Regions from separate parts of the Danio rerio genome. Here region 2 is linked to region 1. Evidence: chromatin contacts called from public Micro-C data. All regions are on one chromosome and are shown on one strand. Each heading gives the region's core, a stretch centred on a gene start, on an enhancer-like site or on the middle of the called end of the contact. The rest is flanking DNA. Distances are from core to core; before and after follow the strand shown. Region 1 holds the start of dusp23b (dual specificity phosphatase 23b). Region 2 holds the start of fuca2 (alpha-L-fucosidase 2).

Evidence for each region. A called contact is a pair of places that touch in the nucleus more often than the background predicts.
Region 2: a contact with region 1 is called in a Micro-C map of caudal fin, with 3 times the contacts expected there. The contact joins the promoter of fuca2 here to the promoter of dusp23b in region 1. A contact is called at or near these places in 2 of 18 Hi-C or Micro-C datasets (caudal fin and hematopoietic stem cells).

Annotation. Positions count from the first base shown.
Region 1 is chr17:7,410,754-7,417,777 of GRCz12tu, forward strand. dusp23b (dual specificity phosphatase 23b) reads left to right here and starts at 2,475. Exons shown (of 3, transcript NM_001002462.1): 1 at 2,475-2,695; 2 at 5,702-5,993. The coding sequence starts at 5,724. trnal-cag (transfer RNA leucine (anticodon CAG)) reads right to left here and starts at 1,500; the gene lies at 1,418-1,500. It overlaps LOC141378504 (a long non-coding RNA gene), which reads right to left and starts at 6,943. Exons shown (of 7, transcript XR_012393204.1): 1 at 6,909-6,943; 2 at 6,322-6,408; 3 at 5,700-5,931.
Region 2 is chr17:7,584,322-7,591,883 of GRCz12tu, forward strand. fuca2 (alpha-L-fucosidase 2) reads right to left here and starts at 4,523. Exons shown (of 7, transcript NM_001004115.1): 1 at 4,312-4,523; 2 at 2,060-2,247; 3 at 1-333. The coding sequence starts at 4,496. It overlaps LOC571912 (TatD DNase domain containing 3-like), which reads left to right and starts at 5,335. Exons shown (of 10, transcript NM_001200022.1): 1 at 5,335-5,447; 2 at 5,533-5,565; 3 at 5,643-5,716. The coding sequence starts at 5,394.

The sequences.
Region 1 (7,024 bases), core at 1,225-3,724:
CTAATTAGTACACATATTGTGATAAATATTGTTATCAGCAGTGTTGGGCAAGCTACTTTAAAAAAAGTAGTGAGCTAAGGTATTAGCTACTCTACTTAAAAGTAGCTTAACTACGCTAAAAGTTACCTACTATGAAATGTAGCAAGCTAAGCTAAAAGCTACTTAGCAATAGCAGCGTAGCTACATCTTAGCTATTTTTGCAATTTTCATTTTTAAATCAAAGCAACTTAAATCCAAGTCAGTCTTATGTTTGTGATCAATAAAACTGTCAATGAAACATAAGACATAATTGTACAGTTCATTATTTACTGCACATAATATGCTGTTCCAAACAGAAACACAGCATGAGAGCAAAACCAAAACATCCAATAAAACCAGCTGTTACACATTTAAAATACTATAGTAATTTATAGTAGAGGAAAATGTTGAGGAATAAGTATATATAAATATTTATGAATTACACTACATAATGCAGTAGTACTTGACTAAAAAAATTGCTTCGCTACAGAATAATCTGATTTAGAAAGTAGCTTCACTACCGCCAGGCTACTAAGAAATGTAGTTAAACTAGTATCGTCCCTACTTGAAGCAAGTGTTACTGCCCAACACAGCTTATCAGGTTATGAGATGACTTATTGTATCATGATGTGAGATTTTTGCTATATCGCACAGCCCTACAAGGCACATTTCTTGGTCTAAAAAAACTATACAACATGCTTATTTATCAGCATCTGATGTCTGATTGTGTATTCTCTGTATTTTATCACATTTAGTTGTAAATAAAACACCAGGTTTCTCAATAATTACGTTCACAATTTGTCATATCATCAATCAGAATGTAAAAGTCTACTGCTTGAGAGGACTCCAGTCTTGTGAACTTTAGTCCGACTACAGTTCTTCCCAAGCCAAATATGCGGAAATGTAACAGCCATGATATGCTGCAACGCCCCCTTTTTTGAAATCAATGTAAACTTGAGATCAATGTAGAATATCTTGACAATCTCGCCGCCAGAGCTCAAGACAGACAGCGTTGTCGCCAGGACGGCCAGAGCGACTTTGACCTTAAGCCTTCGGTGTGAACACACTGTAAGTCCACCTCTGGCGACAACACAACAACTGAATATTTTAGTCTGATTGTAAAAGGTCAGAATTTGCAATCTATGACACCATATTAAAAGGTTGAGAACAAAAACTGATTACTAGCCTATATAAAAGATTATAAAAGTCTATAAACCACATAACTATACTGTCTTAGACTACTAATATATATTGTTTATTAAAATTTCCATGACTGCTCCTAAAATAGCAAGTCTAAATCACTTGATAGCTAAGCTGAGCTACAAAAATGTACAAACTATGAGTGCAGATTGTAAATATGAGCAATATAGTCGAGTTAAATGGTCAAAAACAATGTACTTGTCAGAAGTGGGATTCGAACCCACGCCTCCAGGGGAGACTGCGACCTGAACGCAGCGCCTTAGACCGCTCGGCCATCCTGACGTGCTACATGCTAACCGCATGCTAGCTTTATTTTATACAGTCAGTGCTTGCAATGCATTATGTCATTATTGAGCAAATTCAGCACATATAATAGATAATAAGCACATATATTGTATTTTTGTACACTGTGTGAATGCTACAACCTTTCCAGAAAGAAAACCTTTGCAGTTCCACAGGACAAAGTGCTAAACCACAGAAACAGTTGTTCATATCTATCACATATCTATATTAGTAATAACATACCTGTACATATGTTCATCATTGTATTTGAATTACCATTGTGTATGAAATGTGCTATACAGACTTGCCTTGCTTTACATTTCTGTTCATAGTTAATACAACCTGTATGTAATGTTCATAGTACATCCATATTACCTACAGTTTTTCTATAATTGGACTTTATAAATAATAACTATATCTTTCACTATATCCTTGCTGCTATTGCATTTCTGATTAGACCTAAACTGCATCTAGTTGCCTTGTACATGTGTATGATTGGTTGAATCAACAGTTGAATCAAATCTAAAAAAAAAAAAAAAAAAAAAAAACTAAGATAAGCATTAAGCACTTCACTCAAGGTGATGTTTTTATTATACATTAAATCGTCAATGTTTAGTACTAACATAACGACTATTGCATCAATGCATCGTATGTATTTGAGGCGTACATATTATCCAAACCGCTGGTCAAGTTTAGCCAAAGCACGTGGTCACTGTTACTTTAGTCAGCGCTGCGCTAAATGGACCAATCAGATTAGTCTGGTGATTACAGATGAGTCTATTTTGACATTATCGTTACATTTTTATACTTAAATGATCAATTATAAACATGTTAAATTGATTTTAAGAAATAGTTTAGGAGCAAACCGAAACACCTAGCTGTCATGCGTTTTTAATGGAGGATACGCCTTTTGTGGCCTTTGCGCGCCACCTGCAGGAATAAAACTGCTAGCACAGCACTGATTATTTTAGTGCCTCCCAATGCTCAAACTCGACAGCTGCTACGATTGAACAGCATGTTCCGTTCTTCCGCATTCAAGTCCATTATTAGCTGACATTTTAAGCGCAAAAATATAAATGTATAGATTAACGTACGTGTGAAGATAAGAAGCAGTGTGTGGTTATCAAGGTGTCCAGACAGAACCGTTTTAATGCGGATATATGGAGCACGCAGAGTCAACACAGAAATAGACGAGGTACAGACAAAATAACTCCTGTTTCTATCAAATACAACGCGTTTGTGCTTGTGACTGCAGTATTATACATAATTTATTAAGTGTAATGATACAATACATATAAAATACTGTATGTAGTGCAAGTACACACACTTCTGGTTGCAATAATATTTAAGATTGCATTATGAAATAGGACTATACAACCTAATACTTTGGACAGTGTCAACTCTGATATAGACAAGATACAGAGTAAATGATCTGTGTTTGCAATAAGATACGAGATTAAACTACCCTCATTTTAAATCCTCAATATATATAGTGCTCAGCATAATGGAGTATACCCCACTTTTAATATTTATATTTTTATCCATTTCTCAGTGAATATAGGCAAAACAGATTTAATAAACAGATACATTTATTAAACTAATATTTTAGTCACCAAACATATCTGATAATTGAAAGATAATACATTTAAATTCAAGCAAAATATTGCAAAAAAAGTACAACCTAAAAATTTCAACTAAATTTTTTCATTGTTTTGCTTCTCCTGATTTGCCTCTATTTTCAATTTTAATTTTATATTTTCTATAACATATAAATTTTGGTGTACTAGTTTTTGGATGATTATCATAGGTTATTTAGTTAGATAAGCTTCAGATTTGGCTTCAGTACTGACTAATGTATATGCACATATATAATATTATAGAGCTTTCTATTAAAAATATGAATTTAAAAGGTAGATTTCTGAGGGGTGAACTTGTATATGCCGAGTACTGAATATACGCGCACACAAACACACACACACACACACACACACACAAGGCATGGGCCGCTACAAGTTTCTGACGGTATGATAACCTTGGATAAAAATATCACGGTTTCTTGGTATCGTGTTTACTGCTGTAAAATACCTTCTTTTTAAATGTCTTAATAAAAAATAAATTAAAAAAAAACTTTTCCCCCATTAAACACAATATATTACATTTTAGGAAACATTTATAATATTTTGGAACACTAAATATTTCAGGCTACATAATTAAAACAAACCATTGAGTTTTAGTATCTTCATTAGGTTCAAAAACACAGATTTCCCTACAAGACATGAATTAAAAACACTTTAAAAACCCTCTACATACACCTTTGAAACGGTATAACAAAACATTTTTGCGGTTTTAATACCTTGACATTTCCAAACCGCAGTAAACCTTTAAACCAGTTATTGTCCCATGCCTAATATTTATACACATACACAAAACAGATTTATTAAAAATATATTTATTAAATTAACATTTTAGTCACCAAACATTTAGAAAATTAAAGATAATACAATTAAATTCAAGCAATATATGGCAAAAAAGTTAAACTAAACCTTTAAATTCTTTTGCTTCTCTTGATATTTTCTTACGAATTTTCTTTTAAAAATGTGTATTTAATATTTTCTATAACATAAATTTGGCTGTACTAGTTTTTGGACTGCGATCTTAAGTTAGTTCGTTAAATTAGCTTCAGATTTGGCTTCAGTACTGACTAATCTATATACAGTCTATACACATACAAACACAAACATAATATAATAAGCATTGTGTTTGTGATTGCAATAATAATACAATGTAAGGTATTGCCAAAAAAGTAAATAGTAATATTTAATATGTAATATTTAAGTTCCTAAAGTACCATTTCATTATATAGTCATGCTAGTTGTTGCCATTTATTCATATTTTAATATACTTTATCATGTTATATTTTAACTATTTTGACATTTTAATGAAAATATTTCAACTAGCATTAGCTAGCTGAAACCTTAAATAGCATTTAATAACCTTTTATTTATTTTTAGTACTTAAACAAAAAATGGTGCTTTGGAAACTACCTTGTTTACTTGTGATTTTGTTTCAAGTTAACTATTAACACTTATTCTTGTCTTAAGAAAATTGATAAACTTTTTTGATTCACCTTAAATGTTGACTACTCTATATAGACATTTATATGAAAATATTTCAATTAGCTTTATTTTATTAGAATTTTGTTGTTGCAGAACTTTGCCATTTTTAACCTTTATTTAACCTCAGCTTATTATAATAATTCACCGTATTTTAGTATGAGTACTAAATGAATAAAAACAAATGTTGCTTTGGAAACTACCTAAACTAGCTTGTGCAGGGCTCAACAATAAGGACTGCCCTATGGCCCGGGGCCAGTGTGAGAGATGCTTGGGACAGTAGACAGCATTATTACTGGCCTGATTGAGACAGTGCCGCCTTGTCACTAAAGTTTCATTTGCCTTCGACTATTTGTCAATTGTGTGCATTTTAAGCTTGTGCTTTTTAGTCTTAAAAGTCTGCCTTCTTTGTGATGTCATAAACCTCATATTGCTTTTCAGATCCTCTTATCTGATTTGATGTTTGAGCACGCTATTTTTTTCTGTATACTGGTAACAACCAGTACAGCGAAGAGGCGGCAACATGGAGGCAACATCAAATTATGAGGCTAAAATAAAATGTCTGTTTATAATGTCTTGGAAGCAGAAATTTACATGGGAACACAACGGAAAAAAGCAAAAAAAAAATTTTTTTTGCACAATATGCCAGTCAGCCACCTTTTAATAAATAATTTTGAACTGAAATAACATACCTCCACATTTTCCATCCTGCACTTTTTGTTTGCATAACACTGAATTTTGCTCATTATGCATTTATTAAAACACTTTAACTATTGAAATTCTAGATTTGCAGATTTATTTTTGACACATTATTTAAAATATGTAGCTAAAAAAATAACTATTAACCTGCCTTTTTTTGGGCCAGTGAACATTTTGGCAGGGCAAGTAAAAATCTAAACCATTGGCCGGATCGGACCAGTAGAAAAAATCCTTAGCGTTGAACTCTGTTGTGTTATGACTTTAGTTTCAGCTAGCAATGACTGTCGCAAACATCCATTCATCCTCAGAACGTCATGCTTAAGCGTCTGTAAATATGGGCAAAAGTGGGCTTTATTTTGTGGAAAACAAAGTTTTAATGTCACTTACAGTGTCACGACCACAGAGAAACCCATGGCTTCGGCTCAACCTCCAAACTTCTCCTGGGTGGACCCCGGTAAAGTGGCCGGTCTGGCGATGCCGCGGATGACGGCGCACTATCAGTACCTGCTGAATAACGGGATCAAACACCTGGTGACCCTGACCGAGCGAAAACCACCTGACCACGACACCTGTCCAGACCTCACCCTCCACCACATCAAGATAATCGACTTCTGTCCGCCTACATTTGAGCAGATCAACAGATTCCTGACCATAGTGGAGGAGGCCAATGCCAGCGGACAGGTATACAGTGTAGTTGCAAGACACAATTTTTTTTTTCAGAAATGGAAATAAACAAACAAACACATTAAAACTTATTTACACAAAGTGTGTGTCTTAATAAACAATAAAACCGATTTATAGTTGAGTTGTCGAGTCGGATTTCCCGGGAAATCGTATCGTTTGTTCGAGTTTAGCTGTAGTTCACCTCCGTTTTTAGTTTGATTAAATATGTAAACTGTTAGTGACATCATGTTTAACGTGAATGTTGACGTTGTAAAACAACATTTCACCAGCAACATAAAACCTTCTTAACCAAATTCACATCATAAACACAATTTTATCTGCTTACCTGCTCAAACATCCATCCTTTCGTTGGATGGATGAGTTTTGTCATATTCATCCGCGGAGCCGAAGCACAACTCTACTCTAGTAATGACTAAAACAATCCGCGAGTAATTTACGCAAAGTTAGTTTTATATTCACACATTCGAACATGCTTATTAATAATATAATTTCAGAAAAAGATTTGCAAATTCTGGACAGTGAAATCATTTTAGCAGCCAATGAATATCAAAATGTGCCTGAACATTGTTCAGTCAGTTAAATTGTGCTATTGTTGTTTTGAAGTTACACGCGATTTCAGACCTAATATTCAAAGTACCATGGTAAATAACATTGGGAGCATGTCACAAGTTGTTACTGAACGAATGTGCACTTATAAAGCCAACTTTACATTAATAGGGTAACAGTTAACGTTAATCGGGCCGGATTTCACGGGAAACCGAAATAAGTTAACGTTACTTTTATCATTTATTCGCGAATATTTAACCTCCGTTTATACCAAATATGATATAATATTACATCTGAATAGCGATATGTTTAGCGTTATTGTTGACAAACATTATAAAACAACATTTCAACAGCAACATAACCTACCTTACTACATTCACATCATAAACCCAAGTTAATCTGCTGCTACTTGGAAGTTTCATCATATTCATCCGCGGACCCGAAGCACAACTCTACTCCAGTAATGACCAAAACAATCTGCA
Region 2 (7,562 bases), core at 3,273-5,772, 180 kb after region 1:
TGTAAAGCCATGCGAGGAAGCCAGTGCTGTTCCAGTACTGATCGGGTGCATCTCCGTCTCCGTCAGACCACAGCAGGTCTGGTTTGTACGTGTTGATGAGTTCGTAGAGCTCAGGCAGGGTCTTTGCAGTGGGAAACACGTTGGTTTTGAACTTATTGTCAGAATCAGATTTGAACATGGGATTAAACCACTCGAACAGTGAGTGATAGAGGCCGAGCCGCAGGTCAGTGCGTGTGCGCAGAGCAGTGGCGATGTCGTTCACCAGATCCCGCTTCGGTCCGACTGAAACTGCATTCCACGTCCACGAGTACTTGGAGCCCCACATCGTGAAGCCTGGGGAAATAAACATACATGTACAGTTGAAGTCAACATTATTAGCCCTCCAGTGATTTCTTTTTTCAAATATTTTCTAAATGATGTTTAACAGAGTGAGGAAGTTTTCACAGTATTTCCGATAAAATTTTTACTTCTGGAGAAGCTCTTAGTTTTATTTCAGCAGTATATAATATTTATTTATTTATATATTTTTTAACATTTTAGGGTCAATAATATTAGCCCCCCTTAAGCAATATTTGTTTTTGATTGTCTACAGAACAAACCACTGTCGCATTATGACTTGCGTAATTACCCTAACTTGCCTTATTAAGTCTTTAATGTGCACTTTGAGCTGAATACTATGTGTCTTGCTAAATATCTAGTCAAATATTATGTTCTGTAATCATGGCAAAGATAAAATAAATCAGTTAATAGAAATGAGTTATTAAAACTATTATGTTTAGAAATGTGTTGAAAATAAAACCCTGAACTATCAGTTAAACAAAAATTGGGGAAAAAGTTATACAGGAGGGCCAATAATTATGACTTTAACTGTATATCATATAATCAAAAATTATCTTAATCTTAAAACATACTGATAAACATTCAGGGCATAGTTCTGAAATTACATTAGTAAACATGAACTAACAGTGAACAATTTTTCTGTATGGGGTTATTACAGTTAACTTAAACAAAAATTTTGTGTTTTTAATATAAAAGTGTTTTCATTTCAAATCCTTGTTTTGTCATTTCATCCGAAAAACTGTATTTGTTTTTTATACTAAGTACAAAACAAAAAAGGCTTTTATAAAATAAAGTAAAATATTATTGATGTTTAGTCAGGACAACTGAATGTGTGATTCGGAAGAAAATAAACTGTAGACTTTAATAAAATAAAATAAAATAAAATAAAATTTAATTAAATTAAAAAATAAAATTTAGGTAATTGAAGAAAGAAAAATAAAATAATGAAACAACAACAACAATAACAATAATTATTATTATTATTATTATTATATTTTTTCAGAGGCAATTTGTGGTACCTTCCAAACCCAAAAATTTAATTAAATTACTTTAAATTAAATGAAACAGTATTTTAAAAGGGATCTATTGTGCAAAAATCACATTTATAAAGGCTTTAAATACAGTTATGTAGCAAAAGTGTGTATATATAATGTCAGCTTCTAATAGTAAAATTTTTTTTATTAATTTTCCTATGCCTTAGTCCCTTATTTATCAGGGATTTCCAAAGTGGAATGAACTGCCAACTACCAGTCACAGCCCAGTGCTGGGAAACACCCATACTTTCTCACATTCACTCACACAATACGGCCAATTTAGTTTATTCAATTGACCTGTAGTGCATGTCTTTGAACTGTGGGGGAAACTAGAGCGCCCGCAGGAAACCCACGGCAACACGGGGAGAACATGCAAACTCCACACAGAAATGCCAATTGGCCCAGCCGGGACTCGAACCGGCGACCTTCTTGCTGTGAGGTGAAAGTGCTAACCACCGTGCCACGGTTCAGCCATGGAAAAAACTAAATTGATTAAAATTGCTTTTTTAATGACACTTCTTAAAATCAGTGCAGAAACGTTGTGACTGACATTTACTGCAGATTTTTGTCATTGTTGCAAAAACTAAAATACGTTACAGTATAATTATGTATCATTAAAATAATTACAGTTACATAATATGCGGAAATAAAATGCAGTGTAGTCTGTGTCGGAATTTTCCACAAACCTTCATGATGCTTGGTTGTGAGGACAATATATCTGGCGCCAGACGAAGCAAAGATGTCCACCCACTCGTTGGGATCAAAGAATTCAGCCGTAAACTGAGGAGCAAAATCTGTATATGTGAAGCCGGGAGGATAGTTCTGCTCCATAAACTTCACATAAGACGGCCATTTCTGTCCCTGCCAGAACCACCTGTCAGAAAACAACACAAGATAACCACATATACATTATATGTACAGTTAAAGTGAGAATTATTAGCCCCCCTGACAGTACATAATGACTAGATATCTTTCAAGACACTTAAACACTTTTTCAAGACATTTAAAGGCTTAACTAGGGTATAGGCAAGTTAAGGTAATTAGGCAAGTCAATGTATAATGATGGTTTGTTCTGTAGACAATCGAAAACAAATATTGCTTAAGAAGGCTATTAATTTTGACCTTAAAATGTTTTTTTAAATATTTAAAAACGGCTTTTATTCTAGCCAAAATAAAACAAATAAGACTTTCTCTAGAATAAAAAGTATTATAGGAAAAACTGTAAAAAAAATTCCTTGCTCTGTTAAACATCATTTGAGAAATATTTAAAAAATAAATAATAATAAGGATAATTATCTGTATATAAACACTATCTTTTAAACTTTCCGTTTGTTTTTAGACAGGATTAAATAAATAAATTATTTAATCCTGTCTAAAAACAAACAGAAAGTTTGACTAAAGGCAGCTTGACTGTGCTTAAGAATGCATTAAGATATTAGTTTTTATTATTTTTAACATTTTACTAGTTCTATCAACTATCATTAAAACACTGCTAAAGCATTTATAATATCTTACTCAATGTTTATTTATATTTACTCAAGTCATTAATAAAATCTGTTTATATTTGGTACGCCCCATGTGGCTTGGAGGATGGAAAGGGCTAAAAATAATTATGAGACGTTAGCTGCTATGGATCCACACAGACAATGAATGTGGAAAAAGTGGTTCGCTTTATTTACAAAGACATGACCTTATAATAAACATTACGTATTTGATAACTATCAATGTGCATAACATCTCATTTTACTGGAGCAATTTGAAAAATGCGCACATCATGTTATTATTTTGTAATCGATTCATTTAAATTAGATTATTTTACATGACATTACATTACATTATTTTGTTTTGGTAAAAAATTACTTTAAAGTAAAACATTTGGGTGAAGCATGCATTTAATTGCATCAAAATGTTTAACAATTCATTTTTTACACATTCAACATTTCAAAGAAATCTAAACTACAAAACTATTAGATCATCTGCAAAAATAAATTAATTAATTAAATTTAAATAAATAAATGTAAATGAAATATATATATATATATATATATATATATATATATATATATATATATATATATATATATATATATAAACATAAATACTAATGGGTGAAGTTCTACAGCTATGTACATGCAGCTCTAGGGGAAAAAAATGACACCACTTCAAAACTTTCCATTAATAGATTTCTTTGAGCAACATGTTCCATTTTTGTTTTATTTTATAAACTAATAATAACATTTACAGATTTTCAAATGAGAATTTGATCATTTACAGCATCGCTATCCTTTTTTTTTTAACAATATAAGCTAAATTTCCACCAGATGGCACTAATATACTTCAATTTAATATAAATACATTTGCTTATTTACTTTCTTAGTTGAAAAACAGCAAAAAAGTGTTTTTATATATATATTTAAAACAATTTAGAAATAAATAGTCCATAGTTTAGTTGTGAATACTACTTACTAAAATTAAATGCCTTTAAAATAACTAGATATTAAAGAAAAATTAAACAATAAACAAAATATACCATATTCATTTTTACTGATTGTTTTGATACTCCTAAATGAGCATATTTACATAATATTCAAGTTTTCCCCCATCATTGTTTATTGCAGCACATATGCAAATCATATGCATGAAAAAGCACCATCTTAGTACAGTCGTGAAACTTTCTAATATAGTTTTTGCATTAAAGTAAAGTGTTGGGGTTATATTCACACATTTAGATTTTCTCCTTAATAATATAATTTCAGAAAAGTATTCTTCACAAACTCTAAATATTAAAATCATTTTAGCAGCCAATGATAATTAAAGTACAACAATGTTCACAGTCAATTAAGTAGTGGTAATGTTATTTTGAAGTCATACTAACATGTTATCTCAGACAGAATATTCAAAGTATCATGGTAAACAATATAGGGAGCATGTCACTTACCAGAACCATTCACTGCCAAAGCTGGGAACTGAAAACACTCCCCAGTGGATAAAAATCCCAAATTTGGCCTGATCGAACCATTCCGGTACAGGTCTTGAATCAATTGATTCCCACGTAGGCTGATATTGACAAACACAGCAACCGATCAGGAGTAAACAAACGGACAAAACACCGAAGAAACGCATCGTCCTGATCCACAACGATCACATGAGAGATGCTGAAATCACATGATAAAGGCAAAACATCATCAAAACGCCTGGAAAAAACAGGAACTGGTTCAACTTCCTCATTTTGACAACTTGTCTGACAGGAAAATGACAGTACTACGAGGTACTATGGCGAAGGCTGGGGTTATGAATATTAATTACGTACAGCGACGTTTGTGAGTTGTGATTGGCTGTAGAGCGGAAATCGCTCAAGGTCTTATAAATAATCATTGCGTCCACCTTTTATTCTTTCATTATTGAAGAGTAGTTGAACGTTACAATAGATAAAATAAATTTAGATACATAGTGATGAATAATATCCACGAGCAATATGATAGAGGAAAAAAGAAGATGAAAACTTAATGAAAAAATAACGAATAATAATAAATAAATGCATAAAATATAAACATAATACTATAAATAATGATATAGTATTTATAACAGTAGACATTGATTAAATGAGTAAAAATATATAATAAATGAATATATGTATAACTTTTCCTTAAAATTTCCTTAAGACACAATTAAAAATTACTGATATCAGGGGAAAAATCATTCAAACCGTCTAAAAGCAAGTCATTATTTGTTTATTTTTTGCAATTAATTTAATGTCTAAATATAGACGACTAGTCGTTAAAGTCTTCTAGTCATCTATCTGATTATCTGTTTATTTTTGGACTAATAATATCAAAAGCTCAAATTTTGTCTCGTTTTAGCCAATATGTTAATTATTTTATTTAATACACATTTTTAATGCGATTTAATAAATATTTTCTGCAGTGGTAGGCGTAAATGTAGCGTCACATCCGCTTCTGTTGTTTACATCCGCCGATCCATGTGGACTGTAGTTTTGAGCGATCTGAGCACTCTAAATCCATGCAAGGGTATATCGACTGTCACTGTCATATATCCGCCGAGGATTTTGACAGCGTAAGTGATAAATTTGCTGTATAGATGTATCATGAAGCAACCCAATAGTGTTTTTAATCGACAATGTGTGTTGTGATTATTTTAGGACATTGACGATGTCGTTGCGGAGTCCAGAAAGGTAGCTATATTCTGCTGTAATGTACACTTTGTCCTCATATTAAGTGCTAATTATTAATGCTTTAATTTCATTTTTAGGCTGGGCTTGTTGCCCTTCTTGCTGTAGCAGAACACGCTGGTGAATTTGAGAAAATTATTCAGCTCTCGCAAAGGTATATCTCATATCATCTGAAGGAATAAATCAGCTAATTATTTTAATTGAGGTAATTCAGACTTTCTCCTTAATAATATAATTTCAGAAAAGTATTGTTTGCAAAACTCTAAATAGGGAAATCATATTAGCAGCCAATGACTATCAAAGTACTACAGTTTTCAGTCATTGTATGGTTTTCAAGTCGAACTTGCATGTGATTTCAGACCCAATATTCAAGTATCATGGTAAACAATATAGGGAGCCTGTCCAGCCTGTCACCGAATGAATGTGTGAATATAAAACCAACTTTACCTTAGTATGGTTTCAAAGGTGTACTCTACCAAAATATGAAAACATTCTGTTAATAATATGATAACTGATCTAATAATTTGTTAAATGATACACAAAAATATTCCATGTCAATTATAATATTGAATCACTTTAGCAGCAAATGACTATCAAAGTACAACAGTGTTCACAGTCAGTTAAATAGTGCTAATGTTGTTTTCAAGTTGTACTTGCATGTGATTTCAGACCCAATATTCCATGTACCATGGTAAACAAAACAGGTAGTGTGTTACTGAATGAACGTGTGAATAAAAAACCAACTTTACATCAATGTTAAATTAATAATCATCCAAAATGTGGCCAACATTTTTTCCTGTGGTACTCTAGGATAAACTGAGATCTTAATGAAGTGAAACCATGAGGTGTGTTCAAGATAAACAAGTTAATTTGGCCCTAAATGTGTTCCTTTTCACTATTTTGAATTAGCAAACAATACTTTTCTGAAATTATATTATTGAGAAAGTCTGAATGTGCGAATATAAAACCAACTTTACCTCAATGTTAATTTAATAATCATTCAAAATGTAGCCAACCTATAGTACTCTGTGATAAACTGAGATCTTAATGAAGTGAAACCATGAGGTGTGTTCAAGATAAACAAGTTAATAGGGTATATGCCGAGCTAGTGCTGTTCCCATGCTGATACACTTCCGGTGACCTGTTATTGTGAACTTTTTCCCATTTTATACGGTTCCTTATACAGCATCGATGTTGTAATGTCATAAAAATACATTCAGTTAAATAAACTTTAGCATTTATTTAGTTGCTCAAGCGTAAAACGAAACAAAAAGCTGTTTACTCGCACGCGCCCGTCAGAATCGGCAGGCTAACGCAGAAGCTCCATTGAATATACAGGGGTAAAATAAATGCTCATATTATAAAGACATGGCGGGGGGAAATGTAATTTAATGCAGTGCTTCTTGTACAATCTGAGACACTTTAAATCGGATATCACTCAGCTAGAGGAGATCGCTGATTTTTATAGAAAACAGACCTTAAACGCGTCAGATTTTATATTGGCATTCAATTCGCCGGAAGCGCTTAACCCAGGTTAATGGCAAATTAAAAGTCCTATTAGCATGCTTTGGCATATACCCCATTCAGCCCTAAATGTGTTCATTTTGAACAGTCGGCCATATTCACAGCTCGCTTTAACAATTTTAAGATGATTTGGCAGATGCTGGATATTTTAATCATGATAACTGATCTAATGGTTTGTTAAATGATACACAAAATATTCCATGTCAATTCTAATATTTAATCACTTTTGCAGCAAATGACTATCAAAGTACAACTGTGTTCACAGTCAATTAAATAGTGCTAATGTTGTTTTCAAGTAGTACCTCATGCGATTTCAGACCCAATGTTCAAAGTACTATGGTAAACAAAACAAGGAGTGTGTTACTGAATGAATGTGCGAATATAAAACCTTTAAATATTCGGTCTGAAATAACATGTTAGTATGACTTCAAAACAACATTAGCACTATTTAACTGACTGTGAACACTGTTGTACTT